2 separate regions of the Astyanax mexicanus genome follow, and region 1 is linked to region 2. A link is a contact called in public Hi-C data. All regions are on one chromosome and are shown on one strand. Each heading gives the region's core, a stretch centred on a gene start, on an enhancer-like site or on the middle of the called end of the contact. The rest is flanking DNA. Distances are from core to core; before and after follow the strand shown. Region 1 overlaps lpgat1 (lysophosphatidylglycerol acyltransferase 1). Region 2 holds the start of lpgat1 (lysophosphatidylglycerol acyltransferase 1).

Region 1 (5,092 bases), core at 1,021-3,520, 55 kb before region 2:
ACTGGATTCATATGTATATATGTATGAATCACTGTATGCATATTATTCTAGAAATAAGTTATGAAACAAAGGAAGGGCCAGCATGAACTTAAAACATAAACATAAATCAGTAAGTCATTCCCTCTCTGTAATTTGAACAAGCAAAGACCTTAATCACGGTCCTGCGAGTGATTGAATGCTCTCTGTATGACGCTAATGAAATGAATGCATGCTCTAGCGTCTGTTTACTCAATGCAGACGAATATCGGCTGTTTCCTGTAAGTGTGTTTGAAAGCACTGTAACAAATCACTGCTGTTTCCCAGCCCGACAAAAATCGCTGGCCTTTCTGCGGCAAGTGATAGAAACATGGATTAACACAGACACATACTGCAATTAATACACGCTGTTCTACTTAAAAACAAGGCTTGTCATGAAGAAAATATTTGTATGTGTGTATACTACTGCTCTGTATATACTTCACTAGAGATCACAAACTCTGCTGCTGGAGAGCTATCGGCTTGAAGGTTACACCCCCATCCCAAATCTAACAAGCTCTCCTAGTAGCAGTTATTATTAGATGATCAATTAGATGATCAGGTGGGATTGATTAGTGATAAGTGCTAAAATCTGCTGCACGGTAGCTTTCCAGGAGCAGGGCGGGAGAGCCTTGCGCTACTAAAATGCTTAGGTAATACATGGAGAATTACCAATATTGTAAATATTATAGTAATACCTTTATAGACTGCTGGGGTGTATAAAAAAAACCCCACAATGTGCCTCATAGGAACCGTATTGTTCGCACTATACGGCACCTTATGTATGAATTTTACCAGTCAGGTTGTAAGGAGCAGTAAGGCCTCTCTGCAGAAGTACAGCGTTATATTTTAGTTCTATAGTTTAGTTTTCCAGCACCGAGATTCCAAAAAGGAACAGTACTAGCATTAGCCGCTAACCGCGCTAGCTCTTTTGCTACTCTTCTGCCAGGTGATTATTATCAACCTGTAGCCTGCTTCTAGCACTACTGGAGTAGCATTAGCACTACCCGCTAAGCACTAGTTAGCTCTTTTGCCATACAGAGGTGAGTACTATTGGCTTGTAGTCTCCCCATTTCCAATATTACAACAAGCTATGTGGACAAACCGCTAGCTTTTATCGGAACACTCAGGGTTGCTCATTGTAGCGCAGTCTGGCTAGCCTAAGTGGAAATCTGGAAATTTAGGCTTACTGAAGATAAAAGGAAGCACTTTAACCACCCAAACAAACAGTACTCATGAGAGAAATGTGTGTAGATTAACATCCAAAAGTCGTTTGACTTTAAAAATAATGCACTTTATAATCTTGTGCGCCTTGTGTGTGAAATAAGACCAGAAAATTGATAGTTCGCCTTATAATCCTGTGCGCCTGTTTTTTTGGAGCATCCAATATTATATTGTCATATATGACTTAAGGTCATATCATCCAGCACTACCCAGTAGCTGGGTTCAACTTGATCAAGCTAACATAATCTGCATGAAAAATGAATGGTTGTGTACACAAAACTGCTTCTGCTAAAGTAGTTTAATAAACTTGGTAACATAAATTGGTAACAAATCTGATGACTTAAGATGGCTAAATATTGTGCAAGATAGTGTTGATATACAAAAACCTGGAGAATTGTTAAAGTGTAAATAAGTAAAGATATTTAGTAAACAGAACTTACATATGTAATTTTGTGCACATTTTAGACAGAATTCCTATTAATGTACTGAATTTTACAGACAGGAATGTAGTTAAATATATTCATTTTTTTCTCCTAATAATCAAATGAGCTAAAATAGTCAGTGTCTTTTAGAAGCTCGTAGTTCTTTTAGAATAAAGTGTTTATAGAGAGCAGAAGCTTGTGACCTTTGCTCTGACAAACTGGCATAAACTTGTAAAGTTATTCAGAAACTGACAAAGAAAATATTAACATGTATATTAATAAGAATAATAGATTTTTCCCGAGACTACTGCCAGTAATGTTAAAATCTGGCCTAAAGCTTATTTTTGAATGTTGTCTGACTGCAGAGCTAAGCACACATCTGGAGACCACCGTTAGTCCTGATTTAAACCCACAGCCCACTGTAGCTGTGTGTATTCAGCACAGTGTCTTCCAGCAGATGTCCCCATTGAGTCGGCTCTGACACACAAACACACACACACACACACACACACACCCCCTGAAATCACCTTCAAACAAGCCTAGAGGTTACTCGCTCTCCTCTGAAGAACAAACCCAGCGCTCACACACGTCCACACACACCAACGCAATAATGACACAAGCTCCACTTAACAGGACACAGGCCAGCTCATCCACCGCAGCATCACAGAGACAGACTGCCATCATCCACACTGCAGTGGAAACACAGCGATTTAGGGGGCAATATGGCAAAGATCTTACGTCACAATATTTAAATCAGGGGTGTGGAAATACTTCCCTGCTCCTTATTATCCCCCAAAATACCCCTCCAACCCAAACAACAATAAATCAATAAATCAAATAAATTAAAACAAACAGATGTTTATAAGCTCTAAAAAATAGGAGGTCTATGTGGGCAACATTTTTTATATTTCACACTCACCCACTTTAACCATGTGTCACTCCTGTCTGCTCCAATCTGTAAAACCTTCGGACACCCCTGCCAACACACGGCTGCTACATTCAAGAGCCCTCAGATCAGCCAGCAGAAGTTTTCCAACTGTTCCTATAACGGCCCTAATCTTCACAACTCCCTTCCTGATGATCTGAGGGCTCTCTGCATTCTCTACACATTTTAGATTAGGGTTAAGACTGATCTGTTCTGTCTGGCTTTTAATTAATCAGATTTGTGATGTTTTACTGCTTAAATATTCACTATTTTACTTTTATTTCATTTTGATATAATCTGCATTTTCGTAATGTACACCTTGATCAAAATATAAAGAAAATATCAAATACTGAATCCTGTTCCGTGATTTGAATTGTGGATTTAGAACACTGTTCAAATGTTTACTATTTTATTCATTTTATTTGTATATTTAATTTGCTTTATTTCAGCTATATTTGAACTTAATTTATTCTCATATAATGAGAATATCAAACAGTAAACCCTGTATGCTGAATAGAATTGAACTGTAGACTAGGAGTATGCCATATCGTAACTTACACAATAATATCACTAACATTTTTCAATGATATTCTGGATAACTGACTTCTGTTACAAATCTGAAAAAATTCTCGTATTTTTTAATATCTCAGTTAGGGGTGTGCCATATCATACTGAATGCTGTAATATAATTTAATATTCATTTTGTTGCAGTAGTGTATTCTTGAATTTTTTTTCTTCTAATTGTGTTTTGTCATACTGCCAAGAGTATTGTTATTTTGAAAATATCATGAAATATCGCGATATTATTTTAGGGTCAAATTGCCTACCCCTACAGTAGACTTAGTGTATCATTTAATTGGTAACTATTTTACTTTTTGTGCAATTTTTATATTTAAATTTGCTCTATTTTAGTTCTGTTTGCACTTACATGCCATGAGATTTCTGGTATCCTGAATTCATTTTGTGGGTTGTGTGAAATATTTAAATGGTTGGTATTTTAGTTTCATGCCTTTTCAACATTTTAATTTGTTCTGTTTCAGCCCTATTTGCACTTTTGTAATTTCAAAATATGATAGCAATATCAAATTATGAACCCTGCATACTAAATTAAATCGAATCATGGACTGAGTGTATTGTTACACTCCTAATAACTTACTGATACATCAGTATACTGTACAGCCCTAGGCCAGCTAGCTGCACATGTCAAAGTTTAAGGCCTCCTAATGCCTCTCTAATTAAGTATTAATAGAATGCATATGAGCATAAACAGCCACATCCCTCCTGTTCCATGACATGAAGATGCCCAACATGCACTTGAGCAGTTAATGTGAAAGCTGAGGCAGATTCTGGCATCCACTGCAGTACTAATGGAATGCTTCTATAATGGGCTGCAGAAATATGGAAATTCAGGAAGAAGATGGAGAGTTAATGGATGGAGAGAGGTCCAGTGAACAACAGATAAGCAAGATGGAAATTAACATCAATGGGAGAAGACCAGACACAAGGACAACCGAAACTCATCTTCAGCTTAAAGTAGGGCTGGACAAAAACACTGTAACTTACACATGTAACAGCCACCCTCAACCTATAATGGACTTGTAACCTTTTCTTACTACATCTCCTCTGATGTTAGGCACTAATCATATATATTTATTTGAACGATTATCAGTAACTCAAGGCCCAAAAACTCCTTGAACATCTCCTGCACAATTTTCCACACCTGTCTGGACTCATTTAGGTGGAGAAGGCAATATAACAGGTTTGTTTTCACGCTGAGAATTTCTTATGAACTGTGTATCAATTGCACTGTTCATCCTTTTTTATGTGCTAAATGGTAAATAACAGGTTTAATACTAACAGATGATTCACACATTACTTCCTCAATAAATGGATGGCCATTGCAGACAGGCTCATACCTTTATTATCATTATGATCCTCTGGTAGATAATTAACAGTTGGTTATTGGTGTTTATTATATGTGGCATGTTCTCATGCAATAACCTCCAAACAATAAGCTATTTGTAATATTTATGACAAGATTTTTTGTGGCAATCAAAGTGCAAGAGCTCATGACTGTTTCCTGTCTTTTCTCACTATTATAAACGTAAGGCAGTGAGTTAAGTTAATAAGTTATTGAATTTGGTTTGTTTTGCACAATGAAAAGACGAAGTGGGTCACAACAAGTGTGTCACATGTGAGAACATTCTCTCTGTTTATTGGTCAAAGCTGTTTGGGGTGGGAGCAAGAAAGTATATACAGAAAGAAGGTCCTGTGTTCTGGACTAGTGTATATTTCTGAAGTTTAGCATGGAGCAACAGCAGAGATGGCATTTGCTGTACTTATTTTCTGGGTAATAAATCAGGTTAAACTGCACCTGATGAGTTGTTTAGCTCACACTTGTGGAGTATAGTTGAGAGTTGGGATAAATCACAGCAAGACCGAATCACGATTTCAGCACAAACAAACCACTCTAGATTTTGCTTGAGACCGGACCAAGACCACCTCT
Region 2 (5,296 bases), core at 219-2,718:
CACCCACTCACCCCATGTCCTACACATTGAGGTCTAGGGAACACATGCCTCAGTCAACCAACCCAGACTAAACTCTAGTTATATAGCTGATTCCCCTCAAACCGTTTGTGAGGTTAAAATATGGAGGAACAAAAAGTACCACGCAGTACTAGGTGCAAAATTGCTCAAGCACCAAAGAAAATATAGCTAAAGACAGTGCACACATATAGAGAGAGAGTGAGTGAATGAGTGTGTGAGAGAGTTAAGACTGGCGAGGACACATCGTTTAACCTCCAAATTAAGCTTAAAATGAACTAAGAAAGCTGCCAGCCCAGCTCAAGGTGACAGATGGTGATGATGATGGCAATTAACCTACAACAACTCAGGCTGCGTCCAAATCCCACACAGCTACATAGGTTAGCTAGCTTAGCTAGTTACCACTAACGTTATATCTAGTACACATACAGATCAATGGCGTTCCTAATGGAGGTGTGTTTCCCTGTGTGTTTTGGGCAATAACGTAACCTAAACAGCGTATAGCGGTTTAGGACGCAGCCCGCCCTCTCGAGTCTCGTTTGCCACAAACACACGTGTTTACGAAACACAGAAGTCAAAGGTGATCACAAATATGTGAATAATGTATAAAAAATATTTTAGACGTGCTATTGTAGCTAGCTTTCTAACTGGGTTAGTGATAGAGGAGTGCTAACCAAGATGAAGTTGTCTCCTTTCTCGATTCATCCGTTCCACCTTAAATGGTGCAGCAGTTATACTCGGACGCCATGGGCGCCCGAGTGTATCTGCTGCACCATTTAAGGTGGAACGGATGAATCAAAGAAGGAAACAACTTCAAGCTCATGAAGTGCTGCCATTTGCGGCTCTCACCGTGCAATATGCCGGACGACGAAGAGCAGCCAGCCGGGGGAAGAGCTGGCAGGCAGGCGGGCAGACAGGCGGGCCCGATGTCAAAGTCACATGGAGATCAGGATGAATCCAAAAGCCCTAAATCATGATCATGATCTCCGCGCCGCTCTGAGATGATGCATTGGCTGGGAGCGAAGTTACAGCAACATGATGCTGCTATGAATAATAACAATGCCAGTTATTCAGACTAGCTATTACTATTACTGATATACAGCCAGCGATACCAGTAGTTAATTCAGCGGATGATCATCAGCAGGAACTGTACAGCCGCTAAACCCCGCGTTTGGCCTCGAAGTTGATGGTGGTTATGGAGCTGCTGCTGCTGCTGCTGCTGGAGGAGGAGGATCCGATCCGCTGGTGGAAACTCGTAACGGTACTCCAGTAGGAAGAGAAGAAGATGATGGAAAGAAATAGATCAGAAAAATCCCCAGAAAGACGAGTCCGCGGGGAGGGTGGAGTGCAGGAGGCTGGCTGGGTAGGCTGGGCGAGTAGGCTGCTGGTCCCGGGCCGTGTGGAGGAGCTGCTGGCTGGGCTTTCAGTGCAGCGAGAGCCGGAGCTCAGCGGAAAGACACCGCGCAGCTTCCGCGCTCAGGCAGCCGAGCAGCGCCACCAACCGGCCCGCGCTGACCGGGACACACCGGCCCGGGTGTTAAAGGGCCCGTGTCAGGGTTAGTCACGAACAGAGAAAGGGCACATATAGTACTTTATTTATTTATTTGTTTGTAATACCTGTACACAGCATGCATCTTTAACTGCAATACCTTGTAACTAGCTTTTAACAGAAAAAATACCTCGATAACTATATATTTTACCATAAAATATTATTAAATTATTAAATCCTTTTTAAAATCCTTAAAAAATACCTGGATAACCATATATTTTACCATAAAATATTATTAAATCATTTTTAAAATCCTTAAAAAATACATGGATAACTATATATTTTACCAGAAAATATTATTAAATTATTAAATCCTTTTTAAAATCCTTAAAAAATACCTGGATAACTATACATTTTACCATAAAATATTATTAAATTATTAAATCCTTTTTAAAATCCTTAAAAAATACCTGGATAACTATACATTTTACCATAAAATATTATTAAATTATTAAATCCTTTTTAAAATCCTTAAAAAACCTGGATACCTATACATTTTACCATAAAATATTATTAAATTATTAAATCCTTTTTAAAATCCTTAAAAAAACTGGATAAATATACATTAAATATACATTCTAATTATTAAATTCTTTTTAAAGTCCATAATTAAAATCTTTCAGAGATGTTTATTTTTTGCATTGGTGTGTGTGACTCCAAATCATATTTATGCTTAAAAAAAAAAAAAAATATATATATATATATATATATATATATATATATATATATATATATATATATATATATATATATATATATATATATATAAATAATAAATCCATAATGTTTAGTTCATTTAAAATACACATTTTAGTTGTGTCCCTTAATTTCACTCATTCCTACAACTCACATTTGGTTCTTCAAAAGACCGAAATTAGGTTACCTCATTTGTTTTTCTGTATATTTAATCTTATTGTAACTATGATTGAGGAGGTCAAACAAATAATAACAAAAAAAAGTATTTCTTTATTAATGGCACATATGTAATGCATATCATTTAAAGCTGATGATTAAAAAACAACCATTACACAACCTTTATTTAAGTAGTTTTGTAATTCTGACCTTAAATTAATGTACATTTAAAGTTTATATGGTTTTACACTCACAATGCTTTTAGGTGAAAGGTGCCCCCTTCAAATTATATATATAATATTAGTTCATATTTTAAATGTCTACACTGCAAGAACACAATACAAGCTCTACAGATAAAATAAGATATACATATTTAATGCAAGTAAAGTTTTATACCATAACTTTGAATCAATGTTGAATCAAATGTATATATTTCCTGTAACTAGCTTTATCCAAAAAAAATCTGGATCTTTTGTGCAAAATGATCAGTTCTGTTCTGTATCTGTAAACTTGATGCAAACCTTATAAGGAAGGGACCAGGCCTTATTCCAAAAGTAGAACAAGTATTCCAATTTGATCATTCGCAGACTACTTTTTCTTTTCTCACTAAAGGCCTGAGGTCTGATGAAGACCTTTATGTCAGTTTGTGTACCAAAACAGCACTAAGAGTTCTGGCATATATATTTATAATATATTGTATATTATGAAAAGGTAATATTTCTAATTACATTAGAACACTCCATACTTGCATGCTTCCACACATCTCTTAACTCGCTTAAATCTCATCCACTTGTTTAAAGTGGCACAAACTTTGGATTTAAATCACAGTGTTACTTCACTCAGAGAATAACCTGATCAGTTTTAGTATGAACTGTACAGTGGTAATTTTGCTGCACAATGTAAAAATATGTCAGGCTACAGTAAAAAACACATCCATGTGTATGTACATTTTTAATGACATTTAAAAACATGTTTAATACTGATTAAAGTAAAATTACTAAATTGTTAACACTGTTTCACACTGCTGATATTTAATCTGTACAGTGGTGTTTATGTGCAAAGACAGCAAACATGAATTAAATTGGAATTTAGGTCTGGTGCTGTGTTGCAAGAAAAACTACATTTAAAAATGGCATTTACAGTTTTGGTAATTTGAAAGACTGGGGTGTAAAAAGTAAAAAAAAAAATGGGCCCCTGTGCTACAAGATCTTGCATGATGTTTCTCATCAGGTGTTAAATGTTACTCACCAGGTGTTAAATGTTACTCACGACTTATGCACAGGTAACCAAAACAAATGTTTAAAATGTCTTATCATTTTGGCCGGCAACAGCATCGCTGCTCTGCTTGAATGACACACACATACACGTCTCTGTACCTACTGACTTTAACGCATTGTTTTGTTAATCCTGTGGTCCGCCGAGCCTCATGTTCTCACCCACACATTCCCACCTTAATAATTTCAATTGCAGAGCAACACAGAATTGTAGACACACATGGAGGCCACGCAGAAGTAGGCAGGCATATAAACCAAAGAGATTGCCAGGTCTGTATAAAACCCTCAATGGGGATTGCTAGTTGAATACAGTTGAAACATTTCTGAAGACACTCCTATGAGATCATATAGAAGAGAAGAGGTTGGGTTTATGGTAAAACAATACTAATGTATTTTACTTCATATGAGGAATCACCTGCAGTTTTCCATTTTGAAAGTTTCAGTCAAATAAAATATTTTTCTCTCATATATTGCAACTTTGAAACCTTATTTTGTCTCGTTCTCATGAATCCAATATTGTGACCTGTTTCGTTTTGTGAGATGAGTGTCTTGTCATACTCCTAAAAGACACCAATTATGACTTTTGTTTACATAAAAAAAAACAGATAGAAAAAAATAGGAATCACAGAAAATCACTTCATAATATTAACAGATGGATTTATTCCTTTTTATTGAGACTTCGAAAAGCATCAAAAAAAAAAAATCCTCTGATGGAATGTTCTCCTGTCTATGAAACGTGTTTACTCACAGTCTAAACTTACAAAGAAAACCATGTAACTGAATGACTGAAAAACGCTGTATTACATCATTAGAGCTTCATGTAGCACAACCTCGACACATACATCCCCATATAGTATGAAGCACTATCTCTTTACTGCTGCTGAAAGTAAAGGGAATTGTGCACCAAATGTCATGATGGCACTTCAGTTCTTTAGTCCTGTAAATATTCCTCACTCCCAACCTGCTGATGCATCACCCAGGCTCTATAGCTCTGAACTGGCCTATGTAAGATCCACCCATAAACATTATTTTGTACAAACTGTTGCTAAGTTGGACAAGCTTTACACAACAAAGGCAAACATGACATTCATCCTAATGTGTTTAAGTTGAACTTATGTAGGTCTTTAATACTGTATCTGGAGTACACTTATACTTATCAAATTCAAAATGTGACCTTTCAATACGTTTAAAAATATAATTTGATTTAATAACAGACTAAACTTTCATATTGTGATATAAACTGAGGTACAGTTTCTCACTGGGGCTGAATGGTGGTCTTTTCCTAGAGTTTTGTAAAGCTTATCCAACCTTTAATAGTTAAGAGTTTGGTCCTCATGCCAGACTCTAACAGAGGTTAGCATAAAGTCACTGGAAACGATTGGAGATGTTACGGAGTGCTGCCTGAGGTCCAGCCTGCTGCTGCTGTAGCTGGTGCCGAAGCTGCTGAGAGTATGGGTCCTCCAGAGACTTCACGGTGACCACACTTTTCGGGCCAGTCTTCCACTCCACCCCGCTGTCGTCCACCACTGAAGCCTCCACGGTAACACTGTGGCTGCCCAGGACAGAGAAGTTGAGCAGGAACTGGGTGCTGAAGTAGTCGTTGTGA

Evidence for each region. A called contact is a pair of places that touch in the nucleus more often than the background predicts.
Region 1: a contact with region 2 is called in a Hi-C map of muscle, with 12 times the contacts expected there. The contact joins the enhancer-like site here to the promoter of lpgat1 in region 2. A contact is called at or near these places in 3 of 3 Hi-C or Micro-C datasets (blood and muscle).

The regions. Positions count from the first base shown.
Region 1 is chr1:86,080,264-86,085,355 of AstMex3_surface, reverse strand. All of the region lies in intron 6 of lpgat1 (lysophosphatidylglycerol acyltransferase 1), which reads right to left. Among protein-coding and RNA genes, the nearest start is that of nek2, 12 kb to the left of the region's middle. Within about 2 kb of position 2,270, the one cell type or tissue checked has an H3K27ac peak away from gene starts, as active enhancers do.
Region 2 is chr1:86,024,465-86,029,760 of AstMex3_surface, reverse strand. It overlaps lpgat1 (lysophosphatidylglycerol acyltransferase 1), which reads right to left and starts at 1,468. Exons shown (of 8, transcript XM_049485057.1): 1 at 865-1,468. ints7 (integrator complex subunit 7) reads right to left here. Exons shown (of 20, transcript XM_007255497.4): 20 at 4,331-5,296. The coding sequence ends at 5,056.